Linked DNA regions of Cyprinus carpio: region 1 is linked to region 2. Evidence: chromatin contacts called from public Hi-C data. All regions are on one chromosome and are shown on one strand. The core of a region is the stretch at or near the end of the contact, and the rest is flanking DNA. Distances in the headings are between cores, read along the strand shown.

The links. Hi-C and Micro-C count contacts between places; a contact is called where the count stands out from the background.
Region 1: a Hi-C map of red blood cells shows a contact between it and region 2, with 2.8 times the contacts expected there. The contact joins the promoter of dennd6aa here to the enhancer-like site in region 2. A contact is called at or near these places in 6 of 8 Hi-C or Micro-C datasets (liver, red blood cells and skeletal muscle).

The regions. Positions count from the first base shown.
Region 1 is chrB11:22,309,106-22,312,603 of ASM1834038v1, forward strand. It overlaps dennd6aa (protein DENND6A), which reads left to right and starts at 2,131. Exons shown (of 19, transcript XM_019075506.2): 1 at 2,131-2,491; 2 at 2,707-2,745; 3 at 2,842-2,884. The coding sequence starts at 2,291.
Region 2 is chrB11:22,260,215-22,263,457 of ASM1834038v1, forward strand. It overlaps LOC109063316 (sarcolemmal membrane-associated protein-like), which reads right to left. Exons shown (of 23, transcript XM_042734612.1): 13 at 1,123-1,182; 14 at 903-977. Among protein-coding and RNA genes, the nearest start is that of LOC109063319, 26 kb to the left of the region's middle. Within about 2 kb of position 1,432, at least 1 of the 8 cell types and tissues checked has an H3K27ac peak or open chromatin away from gene starts, as enhancers often do.

The sequences.
Region 1 (3,498 bases), core at 881-3,380, 50 kb after region 2:
GGGGACTCCGCCGTGACGCACAAACGGGGGCGGGGCTACTGAAAAGGGTGACGTTTTTAATATGGAATGAAAATAGATGGTATGGATATATAAATGGGTATGGAGGCCCAAACATACAGATCATACAGTCAATAAATAAATATACAAATAAATTTATTATAAAAATAAACTTTTACGTTTTCACTTCACTTTAAATAATCGAAAAAATGACTTCGTAAAACAAACACAATTAATTTCAAATTAAATTCAGTCCTGCATTAATTTTTGTATTACCTTTTCACCTTATTTATTAATATATTTATTTAAAAAATTAGGTTACACTTTATTTTAAGGTGTCCTTGTTACAGTGTAATTATACATATAAGTACTGAGTAATATTAATTAACTACATGTACTTACTATATGATTTGGGCTAGGATCAGGGTTTGGTTTAGGTTAACATGCACGTAATTATTAATAATTTATTGTTATTATAATACTTGCATGCAAGTTGTAACAAGGACACCTTAAAATAAAGTGTTAATAAAAATAATTTTTAAATATTACATTTAAATTAATTTGTTGTGTCTTTACGGTTTATTAATTTATTTATTTCCATGTTTGTTTGTTTGTTTTTATTTATTCTTAAATTTCTGTCTCATTATATACGATCTAATCATAATGATCACAGCCTTCATGAATATAAGGTCAATTCTAGACCATATTCATGAGGTGCTTGCTGGAATGCCTTTTAAAAACAGCACTGAAGGAGTTCCTTCACTATCTGGCTCAATTTATCCATTTAAAAAATCCAGTAAGTACCTAATGATGCCAAACTGGAAGAGTTTACTTATTATTCATTGACCAAACAGCTCACTTAGCAAACACAGACAGCACATAAACATATGCGTATTGGCAAAATCAAAGCCTTTGGAAGGTACTTCTAGGCTCCCAGTTAACATTACAAGTTATTTATGGAGTTCAGAACCATCCCTGGAAAGTATTTTTGTTTCAGAAATGAGGAGAGGGTTGTAAAGCTAACTCCACCCCCTGTCCCTCTGTTTGGACTTGGAATCTGTGGACTAAATTACACTGAACATCTGTCATACCAAATGGAGTGTGCTGATTTGACTCTAATGTCTTGCTCAGGCTAATCCAATTGCTTTGTCTTGTCCCATAAGAAGTAATTAAGTGATCACTGTTGGAACATCTATATGCAAACAATGGTGCGGTTCAGTGATGCCTGTGACTATATATGACGTTACAGTGCCAGGCCACTATGAACTCCATTCTGCTCTGTTCATTTGATTGAAAATAGACAACAGATCCTAACCTTTTTATTATTTTTAACAAGTGTGCCACAGAAACGTACAACTACAATAGTCTTAAGATGAAACCAAACCACATTTGACCTAAAAATTATATTATCGCATTAAATAAATGACATTAAACATAATCATGCAAAGATGGAATTCAGAAAGGATTATAAGGTTTTTTCATTCTGTACTATAATTAGCTATAATCAGAATTTATGTTTATTGGCCAAATTACACTAAGCAATTAACCTTGGGGGTTGCTATAGTATATATATATATATATATAAATATATATATATATATATATATATATATATATATATATATATATATATACCACACACACACACACACACACACACACACATATATATATATATATATATATATATATATATATATATATACATATATATGTGTGTGTGTGTGTATATATATATAATATATATATATATATATATATATATATATATATATATATATATATATATATATATATATATATATATAAACAAAAAAGTAGTCCTTTTGTCAGTTAAATCTATTAATTTGAATTATTTACAACATTATTGACAACAGAGATAAAGCAACAAAAATATCGGTGCTATTAAAAAGGTACATAGTTTCTGTTTTTTTTTTTTTTTTTTTTTTTTAGTTTGTTTATTGATTGTTGTAAGTGTTGTTAAATTTTTTTGTTGTAAATGTAGTTTGCAGAGAGCATACTTTTTCATGTATATGGTATTTTTGTAATAACACATCAAATCAAATACATACATTTTTACCGCTCGAACTCATCAAACTAAAAGATAAATAAAAGACACACCGTGGCTGCGTGCGCGCTCCCGAAAAAATATTGACCTCGCTCATGACGTTAGCACGCTGTTGACGCAAGCTCCGCCCCTTTCACCCTGGACGTGTTTGCACAGCTCAAGTTCCTCCAGCTTTCACAAATTAAACCGAGTCCGATCACTCCTGGACCGACGGAGGGTATCGCCATGGCCTCTCAGGGGTCTGAAGCACCGGACGAGCAGCTCGAGGAGCCGGAAGATATGAGAGTTTCTCCGGCGGAGGAGATGCCCGTCGATGGGCCTCCGGCGGTAGAGGAGCCGCTACTGCTGCCATGGGACCGCTTCTCCTCCTGGCTCCACTGCATCTGTGTGGTCGGCTTCGATCTGGAGCTCGGGCAAGCTGTGGAGGTACAGCAGACTGTCAGATTAGTACTGTATAAATCATAGTGTCTGCTTACTTGTCATCTGTGAGCTGGCCTGCTAGGCGGCTAACGTTATCTGTGTGGAAGTCAATGGAAAAACTGCTAGCATCAGTGGCTAACAAAAGTAGTTGAGTCATCAAAAATAATAAATAATGTATATTATTAGAAATATTTTCATATTTCACATTTTTTCTGCTGCAGGTGATTTACCCACACCACTCCAAACTCACTGAAAAAGAGGTAACTGTTGTTTTACATTATCCTGTAAGTTTCAACCATGGATATAGATGGTCAGTTTTAAAATATTTAGCTGTTTCTTTGTTTTTCTCATTTCAGAAAACAAGTATATGCTATCTGTCATTCCCAGACTCCAATTCAGGTAAACTGCATTTCCTCACTGTTTTTAAGGTTTTATGGTTCTTCCTGTATCTGTTGTAAATAATAAACAGTTGATGCACAGATGTTTGTCAGCTGTAGATTTAAACCTACATAGCCTAAACTTTTAACATGTTTGACTCCTAAAAGTTTAGATCACACGGTAAGCTGAAAGCTAATGGAGTGTAAGTTTATTAATAAGTGAGCATGTCAGAAGCACTTTTCATAGTGATCATTAATGTACAGTACAGACCAAAAGTTTGGAAACATTACTATTTTTAATGTTTTTGAAAGAAGTTTCTTCTGCTCATCAAGCCTGCATTTATTTGATCAAAAATACAGAAAAAACAGTAATATTGTGAAATATTATTACAACTTAAAATAATAGTTTTTCTATTTGAATATACTTAAAAAAAAAAATTATTCCTTTGAAGCAAAGCGGAATTTTCAGCATCATTACTCCAGCCTTCAGTGTCACATGTAACATCCAGTCTATCACATGATCATTTAGAAATCATTCTAATATTCTGATTTATTATGAGTGTTGGAAAACAGTTTCTGCTGTCTAATACATTTGATGAATAAAAGGTTAAAAAGAACTGCATTTCTTCAAAATAA
Region 2 (3,243 bases), core at 182-2,681:
TTTCCTCCAGGCTGGACTGCTGTAACTCCCTGTATCTTGGTGTAACTAAATCCTCTCTGTCTCGGCTTCAATTGGTACAAAATGTTGCCGCCAGGCTTCTTACTGAAGTTAGAAAGAGGGAACACATCTCGCCTGTTCTGGCTTCTCTTCATTGGCTGCCAGTTGAATACCATGTTAAATTTAAGGTTTTATGGTATGTGTATAAGGGGCTGAATGGCCAGGCTCCACAATACATTTCTGATCTTATTGTCCACCGGAAATGTTCTAGTCCCTTAAGGTCCTCAAACAGTTTGTTGCTGACTGTCCCACGGGCACGTTTGAAGTTAAAAGGAGATTGTGCTTTCTCTGTTGCGGCTCCATGACTGTGGAACAATCTGCTCTATCTGTTTTATTGGGTTTTTTATTTTTCATTTTACGTTTTTAGATTGTACAGCACTTTGGTCAGCAGCTGCTGTTTTAAATGTGCTTTAGAAATAATATGCCTTGACTTGCCTTGCCTTATCTACTATTATTATTAGGCTCAACTGATTTAAACTCTTTTAAATGTAAATTAAATTCACAACAAGTAGTATACCTACTCTTATTTTAATAATAATAATAATGATAGACAGATAGCTTAAACTTCACTGATGATGATGATGATGATCTTATTAGAGCTCATTACAGTAATGACCCTGACCTGGTCATGCTCTTTGAGGATGCTAAAAATAACCATAATGCTCGTTCCTGCCACCCAGAGAGCGCAGTTGTTTAATTTGGTTTTAAATAGAGGTCAGGGTGAAACCATGTGCCTCCATTGCCATCAGATTGCATCATACCAGCGTGATGTTCCCAATAACCAAGCTTAATCTAGAAAGAAACTTGATTAAACTTTGATGAAAGTGACAGAAATGTGATAATACCTTTAAGCCTGTCTGGACTGGCCAAGCTGTTGTCCACTGTCGTCTGGTTATTCTGAAGATGTGCATCAATGACTTCTGTGGAATAAAACAGGAAAACATGTCAGGTTTCTGCTCCATTCTCGAGTCCATGAATGGTACACCTCAAATGAACCTCAAAAGAGTGAAAACGGCCTTAGTGTCTTTCCAAATCAATCGATAAAAACACTATCTGTGCTCTTACCGTCAAAGTTGGACAGCTTGTTAATAGATGAGTCCACCGCTTCCTTCAGCTGCCTCACCGCTGGTTAAAAAAGAGAAAAAGCATTTCAGTTTCTGTCTTTAAATATTTAGCATTAAATATCAAATCTCAGTCATTATATGACACTGATGCAGCCCAACTAAATACAGTATCAGCAGCAAAATTGCATTTGTAGTTTTTTCCATACATACAGAACAAAGCAAAAAATGATACATGAAAAGCATCAGTGGAAGCTCAGGACGCATGCTGGTGTGAGTGAAAAACCTCGGGAATAGAGAAAATCCAAGTCAGCTGAAGGTGAAGTGAGAACAGACGGCATGCAAGAGTGTTTTTGTTAAGAATCCGTGTCAAGGTCGGAGAAGTACAAACCAAAGCAAATGCTAAACAATGTTTTGTTCATTACAAGATGAATGAAAGTCAGAAAATAAGCCAGCATTTCACTAGATCTGGAATGAGGCGCTTAAATAGACAATCAACACCAAAACACATTTTAACCTCCAAATAACAAAATCACTTGAAAAAGATGACTGCATATTTCTTCCTTTTAAAAGGGGGGGGGGGGTTGATCTGTCTTTCCATTTTACATTTCCAGCATGTCACGGACAGTCTATTCGACTGTGCTTCACAATGCTAGACAACAGCCAATGATATTTCTGTAAAATTGAAGTACTTGGATTTTTTTTTTTTTGTTAACACTATTTATTATTTTATTACGTATGTCTGCTGTAAATATACATTTTTAATAAGATGTCATCCGAACAATCGATGACTTTGAACAATCACTGATGATCCTAATGGAAAAAATAATATTTAAATAACGAATGTTTCTTGGTTTAAAATGATTTTTGAACTCGATAATGGTTTTGAATAATTTACAGAGTCAGATTCAAACCCAGTTTTGAATTTAACACTGATTTGAAAATGTTTCTGAGTTAAAAAGAACCAGTTCATAAGAGTAATTTGTTCACGGTGAATTGCTTGTTGAATGTACAACACCACAGAAAGATTTAGAAACCACTAGCATGCACTCTAAAAACAAGATTTACTCAGATAATATTTAACGAACTGCATATGGAAAAAAATCCTCTAGCTTCACTAGGGGTGGGCTATATGGCAAAAATATCAAATCACAATTTTTTTTTTATTTCTTTTTAGAAATAAATGTCATGTTAGGTTTACTTTTTTGCGAGTTGTCTGAGCATTACAGCCAAACTAATTTCCCTATTATAAAGACAGAGCCTTTCAAGCTAACAAAATATAAAAAAATGAATGGCAGATATTTAGGCCAAAGTGGGCAAAGATAAAAATCTTTGTCATTATTCTATCTTTGTAATTAAAAAATGAGAACAAAAATACACATTACAAATACATATACAAATAAAACAGGGTTTAATTTCCAGGTACAATATGTGTATTTAGCAGGAGCATTCAAGAAAATGAATGAACAAAAATAAAAACAAAACACTATATAGATTGATTCCTATTAAAGCAACTGTATTAAAGTTTTTCAGTCAAGAGTAGTGAGTGATTTTTCCCTTTGTGTTTTGTTGTTTTATTAACATTAAAGGAATAATTCACCCAAAAATAATTTTTATACCATCATTTACTCACAAATCTTGTTTTAAGCCTGAGTGAGTTTCTTTTTTCTGCTGAACATAAATGCTATTTTGAAGAATGTGGAAAACCAAACAGTTGCTGGTCCACAGCATCTTCCATAGTATTTATTTTTCCTACTATCAAATTCAATGTAGACCAGCAACTGTTTGGTTACCCACATTCTTCAAAATATCATCTTTTGTGTTCAGCACAAGCAAGAAATTAATGCAGGTTTGGGACAACATGTGAGAGTAAATAATTACAGAAATTAAATTTTAGGGTGAATTATGCCTTTAATGACAGTCGGCAGCATGTTTAGTACTGTCCCTTTAAGAGCTGCACGTGTCAAACATACAGGCACATATCCATTTTTCTCTCAACTGTTTGCTTTCATTTTAGAGATAACCAACTGAGTCTATATGTAAACCTTGTGTGTTTAGACAGTATTAGTGCAAAAGATAACTTAGTCCAGTAATCAGGTGCTGTTTGACAGGCTTTTTAGTGTGC